Linked DNA regions of Mus musculus: regions 2 and 3 are each linked to region 1. Evidence: chromatin contacts called from public HiChIP or PLAC-seq data. All regions are on one chromosome and are shown on one strand. Each heading gives the region's core, a stretch centred on a gene start, on an enhancer-like site or on the middle of the called end of the contact. The rest is flanking DNA. Distances are from core to core; before and after follow the strand shown. Region 1 holds the start of Niban2 (niban apoptosis regulator 2). Region 2 overlaps Lrsam1 (leucine rich repeat and sterile alpha motif containing 1). Region 3 holds the start of Slc2a8 (solute carrier family 2, (facilitated glucose transporter), member 8).

The links. HiChIP or PLAC-seq counts read pairs in DNA pulled down with a chosen protein or histone mark.
Region 2: an H3K4me3 HiChIP or PLAC-seq map of embryonic stem cells shows a contact between it and region 1, with 45 read pairs. The contact joins the enhancer-like site here to the promoter of Niban2 in region 1. A contact is called at or near these places in 1 of 39 promoter capture datasets (the HPC-7 cell line), 1 of 15 datasets of contacts at CTCF or cohesin (the NIH/3T3 cell line), 36 of 484 Hi-C or Micro-C datasets (the AML12 cell line, B cells, the Ba/F3 cell line and 20 more), 12 of 115 datasets of contacts at active chromatin or transcription factors (the HPC-7 cell line, SST interneurons, craniofacial prominence and 5 more) and 3 of 9 other capture datasets (adipose tissue, liver and pancreatic islet).
Region 3: an H3K4me3 HiChIP or PLAC-seq map of embryonic stem cells shows a contact between it and region 1, with 25 read pairs. The contact joins the promoter of Slc2a8 here to the promoter of Niban2 in region 1. A contact is called at or near these places in 7 of 39 promoter capture datasets (the 3T3-L1 cell line, the SN4741 cell line, embryonic stem cells and 4 more), 1 of 484 Hi-C or Micro-C datasets (cerebral cortex), 6 of 115 datasets of contacts at active chromatin or transcription factors (embryonic stem cells, extraembryonic endoderm stem cells and microglia) and 1 of 9 other capture datasets (liver).

What each region holds. Positions count from the first base shown.
Region 1 is chr2:32,873,650-32,877,860 of GRCm38.p6, reverse strand. It overlaps Niban2 (niban apoptosis regulator 2), which reads right to left and starts at 1,727. Exons shown (of 14, transcript NM_146119.2): 1 at 1,457-1,727. The coding sequence starts at 1,511. It overlaps Gm13523 (a long non-coding RNA gene), which reads left to right. Exons shown (of 3, transcript XR_003954026.1): 3 at 3,881-4,211.
Region 2 is chr2:32,939,198-32,943,343 of GRCm38.p6, reverse strand. Lrsam1 (leucine rich repeat and sterile alpha motif containing 1) reads left to right here. Exons shown (of 26, transcript NM_199302.3): 16 at 1,471-1,541; 17 at 3,004-3,103. Among named protein-coding and RNA genes, the nearest start is that of Lrsam1, 20 kb to the left of the region's middle. Within about 2 kb of position 2,038, at least 11 of the 459 cell types and tissues checked have an H3K27ac peak or open chromatin away from gene starts, as enhancers often do. A contact at or near this core is called in embryonic stem cells and induced pluripotent stem cells, where this site is marked.
Region 3 is chr2:32,980,772-32,984,908 of GRCm38.p6, reverse strand. It overlaps Slc2a8 (solute carrier family 2, (facilitated glucose transporter), member 8), which reads left to right and starts at 2,826. Exons shown (of 10, transcript NM_019488.5): 1 at 2,826-2,951; 2 at 3,026-3,188; 3 at 3,342-3,548. The coding sequence starts at 2,896.

The DNA of each region.
Region 1 (4,211 bases), core at 478-2,977:
TCCAGGACTTAACCCCTAGCTGTTCAGAGGTGAGAAATGGTCTATATCACCCATCCTGTCCCCAACTCCAGGCCTGGCCAAGTGACTGGATAGTCCTTCTTTGGCACCTTCTTTGTGCCCGGCCACAGTGAAGCCCTGGAAGTGGGGACACCTGCCTTATTCTAGGGTCCCTGCTATCAAGGGGAAATATAGCCAAGCACCCAACAGGACATCAAGATAATGTAGGGACACCACACTCAATGAACAGGGAGACAAATGAAACCAAAGGAACTGTCTCCTCTTCCTGTGCTCTGATAAACCCAGCTGGTTGGCACGCCAGGTCTCAGGGCCTCCTGTACTAAGCAAAGCTCACTAAGCTCTCAGCAGCCATCCCAAGAAGTCAACACCCGCCCCTTAGGAAGGCAACACCGAAGCTCTTGGACATTGTGACTGGCTCAAGCAGGGCAGTGGTGCCCCAGGCCTTTAATCCCAGCACTTGGAAGGCAGAGGCAAGTGGCTCTCTACGAATTCGAAGCCAGCCAGGTCTACAGCCACAACTACATGGTGAGACCCTGGCTGGGAAAACCAAAACAAAAGAGACTGGCTCAGGATCACACACTTGGGAGAGAAGCTGAAATTACATTCAGGACCGCCAGGCCTGACTTGCCTGTGGTCAGCCAAGCTTTGTTTTGGGATAGCCTGAGATTCTCACCCCATCTCCCACTCCCTACAATGAGCCCAGGATCCTGCACTCCACAGACTTGGGAGCAACTCCCTCTAGAGAAGTGTCCACCGCGCAGTGACAGGCTGAGAGCAAGGCTGGCAGAAGGAAGGTACTGAGAGGTACTGAGAGACTGAACTCTGGCTCTGAGAGAACCAGCTCTGGCCATAAACAGACCCCCTAGGCTGTAGTGCCAGCACTCTGCTGAGGTAAAGCCCAAAGACAGGGACCCGCCCCTTCAAGGGCACCCCATCTCTCCTTAGCCCCACTCTCCACATTCGGTCCCCGGCTCTCTAAGGGCCCATCCCCCTGTAAGCTTCAGCCACGTGTACCCGGACTGAGGCCAGGGCGAGGAGGAACAAGGCAGCTGAGGGGGGAGTCTGGAAGGTCTGACTCTGTGGGGCAGAGTCCAGAGTAGAGGTTAGGCTTGGAACGTTGTTGGGAAAGATGGGGGGCGCGACCCCTCCGCCACGCCTGTAAGTGCATGGTTCTGGCCAGGCTGGGCTCCAAGGGGAGCAGTGGGATCCAGTAGAGAAATGGGATCCCAGGCTCCTCAAAGGGTGAAAGGAGCATACAGAAGGGCCTGGAAGGGCCGTCCAGACCGAGAGAGAACAAGTTCGGAGGAAGAGTAAGGGTCTGGCCGGCTCTCGTCCCGACCTGGGCCTTGACTCTCGAGTACCGCTCCCCATGAGATCGGAGGCGTGGCCCGGGGTGCCCGGGGAGCCCCAGGCCGGCCGGGCGCTGAGCGGTGCTCACCTGCGATGTGCTGGCGCCGTGCGTCATCCAGGTGTGTGGACAGTACGTCTCCCATGGCGAGGAGAAGACGCGGCCGGATCCGCCCGCCGCTACTCAGACTGACGCCGCTGGCGCCATGGAGTCCGCAGGCCCCGCTGCCGCCGTCGCCCCGCAGCCCCGCTGCCGCCTCGGCTGCTCTCTCTGCGCTCCCACCGAGATCCCCACCGCGTCCCTCCCTCCGGCCGCTGCTGCCTCTCTAGCCCGCGCCCAAGCCCCGGCGCCCGCCCCGCCCCGCCCCGCCAGGCCAGGCCAGGCCACGCCCCTGTCGGAGCCACGCCCTCCTCTCCAGTCCAAGGCGGGAGGGGACCTCCAGACAGCGAGGAGACTTAGACAAAGAGAAGATCCCCAGAAAGGAGACCCGGGACGGACCTGCTTGGTGTGCTTCAAATTCAGATAGCAGCGAAGAAAAGGCTGATGGGGGTATCGCAGAAAACGGAGAGCCCTTGGGGCTGTAGCCTAAGCGTCTCCTCTCCCCTCCTCAAGCCGAGGACAATGTAGGGACTACAAGGGGACGCCGGGACGGACGTGTGGGAATTCAGCATTCCTCCTGCCCCCTTCCCCCAGTCTCGCCCACAGCTGCTTGCACTGGGGAAGTCCCCTAGCCTTGATCGGACCTGTCCTAGAAGGTGTGCCAACCCGTCTTGCACAATAGATAGGGGTAGACGGGGAGGGAAAATGGACAAGTATGGGGTGGAAGACTGAGGGACAAGGGAGGGGAAGAGATGGGGCGGGGGGTGCGGGGGGACATGGTTAGAGCTCAAAGATATCATCAAGAGGTCATTCCTCAGGCCCGGCTCGTGGGCGTTTCATTCGAAGGAGGCTTGCTGAACAGAGCAAAGCAGGAAGGCTATTTTTGCACTTTGTTAGACTGTCTGAAATGAAAAGCCGGGACCTCGGACTCTGGGTACTTGTACAGTAGGGCTGGGCATGGGTAGGTAACTAACAGAAGGTGTTTCGGTTTCTGGACCTCCCAAGCCGGTAGAGGAGACTAATTTGATGACTTGGTCTGCACTGCCTGTGTGACCAGGGCTGGCTGTGTTGCTGCTCCCTCACACCTCTTGGCTCACCACTATAATGCGCTCCACCAGTTATTAGCTGCTCTCCCTGTAACCCTGACACCTGGCAGCAGGATTGTAACAGTTACCTATAACTAGGCACCTGTCTTGTAGGCCTGTCACCACCACACCAGGTGATGCAGACTCTCTGTCATGCTTTCCATCAGCAGTCAGCCACTGTGGTGAACACTCATTTGCTAAGCCTCCTGCAAGATGCTGTGCTTAAGTGTAGGGGTGCATGCAGTAGGGAGGACAGATCTGAGGCTGTGGGGCTGGCGAGACGGCTTAGCTTAGCGGTAAGAGCTCTTACTACTCTTGCAAGAGCACTCCGGTCCTTTCCTGGCACCCACATCAGGCAGTTCACAAATGCCTATAACTACATTTCCCGGGTATCTGACTACTACTTCTGCCTCTACAAGCTACTATACTCACCTGGGGTGAATAAATTCATGCAGGAAAACACATGTACATATAAACAAATAAATGATAAGATGTTGAGGTCAGCCTAAACAAGCTGCAAAGCAAGTTTGAGGCCAGTCTAAGACACATAGGAAGACCCTCTTTCAAAAGTTCAATGGCTAAACTGGACAACTAGTGGTGCTCTCGTCTTTAACCCAGCACTCAGGAGGCAGAGGTAGGTGGAGCTCTTGAGTTCGAGGCCAGCCTGATCTACAGAGGGAGTTCTAGGACAGCCAGGGCTACAGAGAGAGACCCTGTCTAGAAAACATGCACACAAACATATACAGGTTTGTGTGCACACACACACATACACATGCACACACACAAGCTACCTATCCTCTATGACCCTGGACAAGTGCATTCCTTGTTGAGCTCAGTCCCCTCACCTGTCAAGTCAGAGTAATGATACTTTGTGGGGAGGCTAGGAAGAGAGAGAGTGCCTACCATAGACAGTCACTTTCTCAATAAACAGAAATGTTGTTCTGGTCCCTGCCCTCCTGAAGTCTGAGGGAGGGAACAGAACATTGTGTTATGAGGACAGTGATTTAAGCACAGTACCAGAGCTGAAAGTTGAAAAACGAGAATTGTGACAGCATGTAGCAAGGAAAGGCCACTCAGGGAGCGGGGCCCACACAGGCAAAGGGCAAGCCTGAGAAAAACAGGATGTGTTCAGAGTCACCAGGAGGAATTGGAGGCAGGCTGGCAGAGATTTTCAGTTTCCTTGTGCAGAGGTGGGCCAGAGAAGGAAAGCGACTTTTGTCCAAGTCTCACAGTAGGGACCCAGGGCCATCACAGTTGACCCTGAATGTCACTTCTCTGGGCTGCCTGAAGCAAGTGATGCTAATAAGCTCATTTTTCTCCTTTCCCTCAGCCTCAACTACAGAACCTAGAAAGGTCTGTGCTGCCTGGGGAAAGGACAGCAAGAGCCAGCTGGGCCCCACCACGACCTGACCGGCTCCTCAGCCAAGCTAGAGGCCTGGGCCAGGTGGAGGACAGTGACTGGTAGCCTGTCCCTAGCCTTCATGGTACACCCAGGCCCAGAGCCTGGGGCACATAAACTTCCCAGAACACATGTCAGGTCCCTGGCACAAGGACCCTTTCCTCTTGGCTTAAAACTCTGTTGTCTGCCATTCAACTACCCCGAGCTCCCATGACCTCAAAAGTGGGAAAATTCTACCTGGTGGTGGTGGTGGTGGTGCATG
Region 2 (4,146 bases), core at 789-3,288, 65 kb before region 1:
TCACTGGCCAGCTGACCTATTGAAGCTCCAGGTTCAATGAGAAATCCTGTCTCAAAAAATCATATGGACAGAGAGAGAGGGAGACGTGTAGCATTGACCCACGGCCTCTGCAAACACGTATACTCGCGCACACACACACACATACACATATATGCACATATGTATACACACACACACACAAGGTAAGACTGAGCATGGTGGGGCATGTCTATAACCCAAGCAATCAAGACAATCCCAAGCTCAAGACCAGCCTGGTCTACATGGGAAGTTCCAGGCTAACGTAGTGAGGCCTGTCCAAAAAAACAAATGAAAAATGAATTTTTAAAAGACAGGAAGGAAGGAGAAACAAACAAACAAAACGATGGTAGGAAGGGCACCTTGGCCTGTTCCTTCCCAAGGTGTCTGCTGTGTCTCTCCTGATTCTCCTGGGCACCACGATAATGGTATTTCTGAGCTATCCTGGGAACCTCCCCTCCCCCAGTCATCTTAGCCCTCACCACCTAGGAAGATCTTGAGAGTCCTCCCTGGGGTCTGCCTAGTCCAATCCTGTTGTGTGGCTGTTGAGGCGCAGCTGAGCAGTAACTGGTGCTGCCATCCATTCAAGCCTTCCTGACAGACCATATCTGGTGCTGGGCTAGACCGGCTCAGAGGACAATCTCGTATCAGTAGCAGCAAGTGGAGCCTCTGAGAGACTCCAGGCCTTGAACTAAGTCACACCCAGGAACAAGGCACTAATCGATCAGGCCAATTCTGGTGAATGCAAAACAGCACATTACAGCGTTTGTGGGTGTATGTATGCAAAGTTTCAGCGTGCATGTGTATATGCAAAGTTTCAGCGTGCGTGCATGTATGCAAAGTTACCTTTAAATGTGTCCACTTCTTATGTCATAGATGAGTTTTATGCCAAAAACCGTGTTTATAGGGGCTGGAGAAATGGCTCAGTAGATGAGAACACTGGCTGCTCTTCCAGAGGACCTGGTTCAATCCCTAGCACCCACATGGTGGCTCACAACCAGCTATAACTCCGGTTCCAAGGGGTGTGATGCCTTCTGGCTTCTGTGGCCCCAGGCACAAATGTGGAGAATAGATATTCACGTAGGCAGAAGACCCATACCCATAATCAGTTTTAAAACCTTGTTTGTACTCTGAAGGCAAAGGCAGCAGTCAGGGCTACATGATAGACCCTCCTCGGATGAATAAAAGCCTGTTTGAGCTGCTTTTAGGCCAATGTCTGTTTATGTACCATACATGGACTTTATTTTCATTATTTTATTTTTCAAGACAGGGCTTCTCTGTGTAGCCCTGGCTGTCTTAGAACTGCTGGCCTTGAACTCACAGACATCTACTTGTGTCTGTCTCCCAAGTGCTGGGATTGAAGGTGTGCACCATCACAGCCTGGCTCTGGTGAGATTCTTGTTGAAATGTATTTGAAGAATGAGTGGATGCGTTTTGCTTTTGCTTTTTCTCCAGAATAAGAATGGAGCAGTTGATGTCCATCACCCAGGAGGAGACAGAGAACCTCAGGCAGCGTGAGATCGCCGGTGAGTTGTGGGAGATTTCTGGACAGAGCTTTCAGGTAGCCTCTCTGTTACCCGGGCAGGGTACTGAGTGTCCACTCTGTGGAAGGGCAGCCAAGTCTGTCCTGGAGCTCAGGCCCCAGGGTCAGCCAAGCTTGGATTCTGAGTCTCGAATTTTCTGTCTATAGAGTGGGGGAAACTACACAGGGAAAACATGGGACCTTCAGGAGGATCCCAGGGGTCAAGCCTGGGCATGTCACAAACCTGTCACCGAGAGCTGGCATCAGCTCACTTGGCTCCTGGGCAGACTTCCCCTTCCTGGTGTGCCCAGTGTGGTCCTGAGCTCCACATGTACCCACCAGTGGCACCTGCCCCAGACAGGTCTGAGAGCCTGCAGCCGGGAGCTGAGGAGGGTCTCTGAAGCTGAGCTTGCCCTTAGTTAAAATGGAGATGGGCTCTCCTTATCTTTGGGGCCTTTGTCCTGGAAGGGCTTTCAGACAGAGCCAGACACTTGACACACAGGTGTTCACCACACCTACAGAGGGCTCAGCCCACTGACAGCTCTGTTCAAGGTCACAGTTAAGGAACAGCTGTGAAAGTCACCGAATGGTGTTTATTAGGTTAATTCCACAGAGGCAGGACCCACATCCAGGGGTTTGAGTTTCTAAGCCTGTCACACTTCCTGGGTGCTTTGCTTTGATTGAACAGGCCTTGCACAGGCTGGGCAAGTACACGGCCACTGAGCCACTCCCGGCCCTGAACTGCTCTCTCTATTTTTAAAGATTTATTTATTTTATTTATATGAGTATACTGTTAATGTTTTCCGACACACCGACATACTGGAAAAGGGCATTGCATCCCATTACAGATGGTTGTGAGCCACCCTGTGGTTGCTGGAAATTGAACTCAGGACCGCTTGAAGAGCAATCTGTACTCTTAACTGCTGAGCCATCTCTCTAGCTCCCCCCCACCCCCGCCTTGACCCCCATCCCCTTACTGCTCTAATAAATCTACCAAAAAACTAGAGAGCTGGCTCAGTAGTTACTGCTCTTCCAAAGGACCTGGATTCTAATCCCAGAACCTTATGGTGGCTCAGGACATCTGTAACTCCAGTCCCAGGGGATGCAGTGCCATCATCTGGCCTCCCCAGGCTCTGCATGTACAGGGTGCACAAGCCTCAAACTCAGAGATTCTCCTGCCTCTGTCTCCTGAGTACTGGGACTACAGACATGCGCCAGCACGGCCCAGCAATGTAGGTATTTTTTAGAGCTGGGTGCTGATACTCATCTGCAATCACGGAACTCAGGATGCTGGGACAGGAGGATTGAGAGTTCAAGGCCAGGCTGGGCTATCTAGCAGTGATGGAAGGAAAGGGGGGCGGGGGGACTTTGTTTAGGATAACTGTCCACCAGTAAGCAGGTGACCCCTTTGGCCTTACCCGGGATCCCTAGCCTTTTCTCAGCGGCTCACAGCCTTCTCTCCACAGCCGCCATGCAGCAGATGCTGACGGAGAGCTGTAAGAGCCGGCTCATCCAGATGGCCTATGAGTCTCAGAGGCAGAGCCTGGCGCAGCAGGCCTGTTCCAGGTAAGGTAAGGAATGTGTGTTCCCAGGTGAGGGCTCCGAGGGTGTTGGCTGGGGTCCCGAGACGGGAGCGAGAGCTGGACACTGAACTCCCTGGGCCGTCCCGGGTTTGGACAGATTACCAGGGACAGGTGATGGACGGCCAGCCTCCGGATTCTTCCATCCAGACTCATGAGTCAGGGTCAGACAGTGATAAAGTGAGGGTGGCCTCTACCTCCAAGCCCACCTGTGTGCCAAGTGCTGGCCTGAGTATGGGGATGGAAGTGTTATCTGTCCCGCTCTACATCAAAGCTGAAGTTGGGGACGGGGCGGGGGCATGGTCACAAACAAACAAACAAACAAAAACTAACAAGAAAGTAAAATCTTTGCTGGCTTGGTGCTCAGGCTTGTAATACTAGCACTTGGTAAGTAGAGGCCGGGAAATGGGGAGTTCCAGAGCAAACCAGAGAGTGAATTCAGCACCTGAGCTACTGAGACCCTGCCTTAGAACTCAAGCGAGCAAGTGCGAGTACTTGCCTGCTTTCCAGCACCGCACCCTCCTCCCTCCCCACCCTCCTGCAGAGATGGCTCAGCTGTTAAAAGCACTGGCTGCTTCTGTAAATGGGTTCATTTGGTAACACCCACATGAACTCCAGTTTGAAGTGATCTGGTGCCCTCTTCTGGTTTCCATGGGCACTACACACATATAACGAACTTACATTATATGTAGGCGAAATACCCATGCATATAAAATAAAAATTTTTAAAGTCATTTAAAAATTTTTGTTTGTTTGTTTGTTTGTTTTTCAAGACAGGGTTTTTCTTTGTAGCCCTAGCTGTCCTGAAACTCACTCTGTAGACCAGGCTGGCCTCTAATTTAGAGATGTTGGGATTAAAGGTGTGCACCACTATCGCCCAGCCAATAAAAGAAAAAAAAGTTTAAGGTAATGTGAAAGTAACTTAAAGCTAAGACTGTGCTGATGTTGGCAGCCTGAGGTTACAGGTTCTGTGCCATAATTACCAACCGTGTTGTAGGGCTATACAAAGAGTACGGCCAGTGAGGAAATG
Region 3 (4,137 bases), core at 1,577-4,076, 110 kb before region 1:
GCCATAGGGAGTACTCCCTTCCTTTCCCTTCCCCCTTCTGCACAACAATTGAGTGTGATACATGGGACTGAAGGTGCCTGGACTCTCTTTAGCTTTAGAGGCAACTTCACGCTGCGTCGCAACCCCATCAGCAGATTTATTAGGTCTGTTCTAGCTTTTGTCCAGCTGGAGGCTTGTGGGGATCCATACAGAGGCTGGAGGTCCTCAAGAACCATGCACTTTGGTTTTTGAGAAAAACCATGGTCTGGCAGGGCTCACCAGTTATGCTAGGCTGGATGACCAGTGATCCCCAGGGATGGCATTACAGACATGCCCCGCCACACCTGCTTTTGCAAGAATACTAGAGGGTCAAACCCAGGTTCTCATGCTTGCAAAGCAAGCATTGCATCAACTGAGACATCTTCCAGACCATCTGCTTTTAAGGTAAGAAAACAGACTCCAAAAGAGTAGATGGTTTGACCCTTATGTTCTTTTAGTCCCAGAAACATGTGCCTCTCTCTGCCCCGTGTGTCTTTCAGAGGCAGGCTAAGTATTTCCTATCAGCTGGGCTTGGCTGCTGTTTATCTGTTTTAGGATTAGGGAGAAGAAGTTCAGTTTCCTGGAGCCAGGGCTGGCCTTGAACTTTTGATTCTTCCACTGGACCTTCCAAGTGCTAACTGGGAAGCAGGCTTGTGCCACATGGCTGGCTGCTGGTTTTTCTGTTATACAAATTAAGGAGCTTGTGTCTGTATTTTTCCTGTCGTTTTTTGTTGTTATATCTTGATGAAACAGGAAAAAAAATCAAGCCTGTATTTATTCTTCCAGGACAGTAATGAAGCCGCTTATGACTAAATAAGAGACAAAGGTATGAGAGATACAGAGGAAGCAAGAGAGAGATCTGACTCACCAAGCTAGTATTGCTTTGCTCATAGAAAGGGACGGGGGGGGGGGGGGCTTTCCTAGAGACAATATCTGGTCCAGATTGGGCAGGGATACCACTAGCCAATGGTTCCTAGGTGCCCATGACTCAGAAGTCTGGTGCTAGCTGGGCTTACTGTAGCATCCCTTCTACATAAGCCACTCTGCTGAGCCAGTCACTCGGGTACAAAGTACCCAGTCTGGATACAATTCATCCATGACCTTTACTCTGCAGACATCAGAAACCTGATGCCTATTGGGAAAAAAAGAGAGAAGAGCAGGTGATTTCAAAGCAGTGATAAGATCTATCACCCAAGCAGGAAACTTCGTAGAAGGACAAGCCGGTATTGCCCGCCCGCCTTTAAGAATAGTCTTGTGGGCTGGTGAGATGGCTCAGTGGGTATGAGCACCCGACTGCTTTTCCAAAGGTCCGGAATTTAAATCCCAGCAACCACATGGTGGCTCACAACCATCCGTAAGGAGATCTGACTCCCTCTTCTGGAGTGTCTGAAGACAGCTGCAGTGTACTTACATATAATAAATAAATAAATCTTTAAAAAAAAAAAAAAGAATAGTCTTGTGATCAAAACTTCAAACTGCTGGTTGCTACAATTGGGTGGCTGCAGTAACGTAAAACCACTGTACAGACGGGATGGGCATTTTAAGGCTTAGCCTGCTCACAGCCCTCTAGAGATGAAGACACCCAGGCACAGAGAGGGACTAGGTGCCTCTCACTGGTTCTTTCTACATCTGTACGGATGAAGCTGCCACAAAGGTAGCGATTAAGCAGAGCAGTAGAGGCACACAATCACAGGGAGACTCGGGGCGGGAGGACAATAGAGATAATTACCATGATCGTGGGGTAACCAGGGAACAAGGGAATCACTAAGTTCCACTCTGTCCCACTTCTGGAATGGGGGACCTTGCCTGACAGGGTCCTCATCATCTCAGAATTCTAGACATTTGTAGCACTCATGATGAAGGTGAGCTGCTACCAGAAGCACCAGGTCAATGTCAGAAAGTCCAAGGATAGGAACAGGTGGCCCAAGAGAGTTTTCTTGGAGCCTTTTCACCCTGACGCTCTCTGAAGCAGAAGTCAAAGTTGGGGAGGAGCCTATTCCAGGGAACTGTGGGTAGTAAGGGTGGGAAGTCTTTCGGGAGCCAGTGTGATCCATCGCTGACCCACTACTACCCTCATTAGTGGAGGCTAGATTTAGAGACAATTCCATATAAAAATTAAAATAAAATAAAAGTAAAAATATAAAGGATGGCTCAATGCTTACGAACACTTGTTCCAGCAGAGGGCTCAAGCATGCACACACATGGCTCACAACAATCTCTAACTCCAGTTCCGTAGGATCTGATGATGCTTTCTGAATTCTACAAGCACCAGGAATGCATGGGACACACACACACACACACACACACACACGTGAACATGTAAACAACACTCATACAAATAAAGTTTAAATAAAAGCAAAAGAAACCACCAAAATAGGGGCAGCGAGATGACTCTGCTTGTAAGGTGTTTGCCCTCAAGCTTGACGACCTCCGTTCGATCCGGAGGATCCACTTGGTGGAAGGAAAACAAACTCAGGGAAGTTTACTTCGAACGTGCACAGGCACACTGTCACCTCTGTCCATCCCCCCCCCCCCCACTCCCTCCAGCCCCCAATAGATGATTAGAGGGAAAAACAAAAACAAAACACCCAAACAATCTTTCCATTCTCATTGGCAAGCTCAGACCTGATGGGCCACGCCTTCAGACTCACACCACACTCCAATTGGACAGTCGTGCCTGGGTCCCGGACACAGCTCCCTGCAAACCTTTACTTGGGTCGCTGGCGTAGTTCAGCTCCATTGAGCTTTGCAACCGGCTCTGTACTTCCATTGGCCAGCTCTGGTTGGGGGCCGGGTTCTAGCATCCCATTGGTCACTCCTGCAGCGGAGGCCGCGCTCGCCCGAGCGGCGACAGTTCGCGGGTCAGGTCCTGCTGACATGTCTCCCGAGGACCCCCAGGAGACGCAGCCGCTATTGCGGCCACCGGAAGCCAGGTGAGGACTCCCAGGGGCCGCGGTCACTCTCTCACGCCCGGCGACACCGCTCACGCCCCGCCTTGTACCCGTAGGACTCCCCGCGGCCGCCGGGTCTTCCTCGCTTCCTTCGCCGCCGCTCTGGGACCCCTCAGCTTCGGCTTCGCGCTCGGCTACAGCTCCCCCGCCATCCCCAGCCTGCGGCGCACCGCACCCCCGGCCCTGCGCCTCGGAGACAATGCGGCCTCCTGGTTCGGGGTGAGCCCTCTGGGGAGTCCTGGGTCCCCCACTCTCTGCCGCACCCCAGGATCCTCCTCATTCTCTTTCCTCTGAGACTAGGGGGCGTGGGGTGGAAGGATCGTGGGCCATGGCCCCTGGTGGCCTCCTCTTCAGCCCGTCCCGGGTCCCCAGGCCGTCGTGACCCTGGGCGCTGCTGCAGGGGGCATACTGGGCGGCTGGCTCCTGGACCGTGCAGGGCGCAAGCTGAGCCTCTTGCTCTGCACCGTGCCCTTCGTGACTGGCTTTGCTGTCATCACCGCGGCCCGGGATGTGTGGATGCTGCTCGGAGGCCGCCTCCTCACCGGCCTTGCCTGCGGAGTCGCCTCACTAGTGGCACCGGTGAGTGGTTTGAGCCTCCTAGATGACCTTTGCCAGGCAGGGGGCAGCCGGTCAGCAGCGAGGCAGTTCCTTACTGATCTTTTACTCTACTATGGTGGTGTCACTGTATGCTAGGCAGCGATAACGGGAATGCCCCTATTTTCTTGTTAACTGGGCAGTTCTACTCTGGTTTGTCCCTAGGATAGGCTGCAGGCTCCCTTCACTGCTTGCAGTGAAGGCTACATATACCTTGCAGCCCACACACCTGGACCACTTACCTGGACACAGGCTTCTCTCCCAGCCTCAGTGCCCCCCTGTAAAGTAAGGCCTAGTCCCGAGGTGGTTTCGGCCTTTGCACAGGAAACTGCTGGCCCGGGATAGTGTCTGAAAAGATTTAGACCCTAGCAACTGAGGGTCACCAGCAACCTGTGGCTACACACTTGGATGACCACCCATCCCTCCTTCACTTCCATGGCCTCCTGCTTATCCTCTTCATCTGTTGGAGGCGTGAAGGAGCTAGAGGAAAGGGAGACTGGGGACCTGTGGGTTGTTTTTGTTTTGTGTTTGTTTGTTTTTACTAGAGCATAAAGTATAGGATAATCTAGAAGTA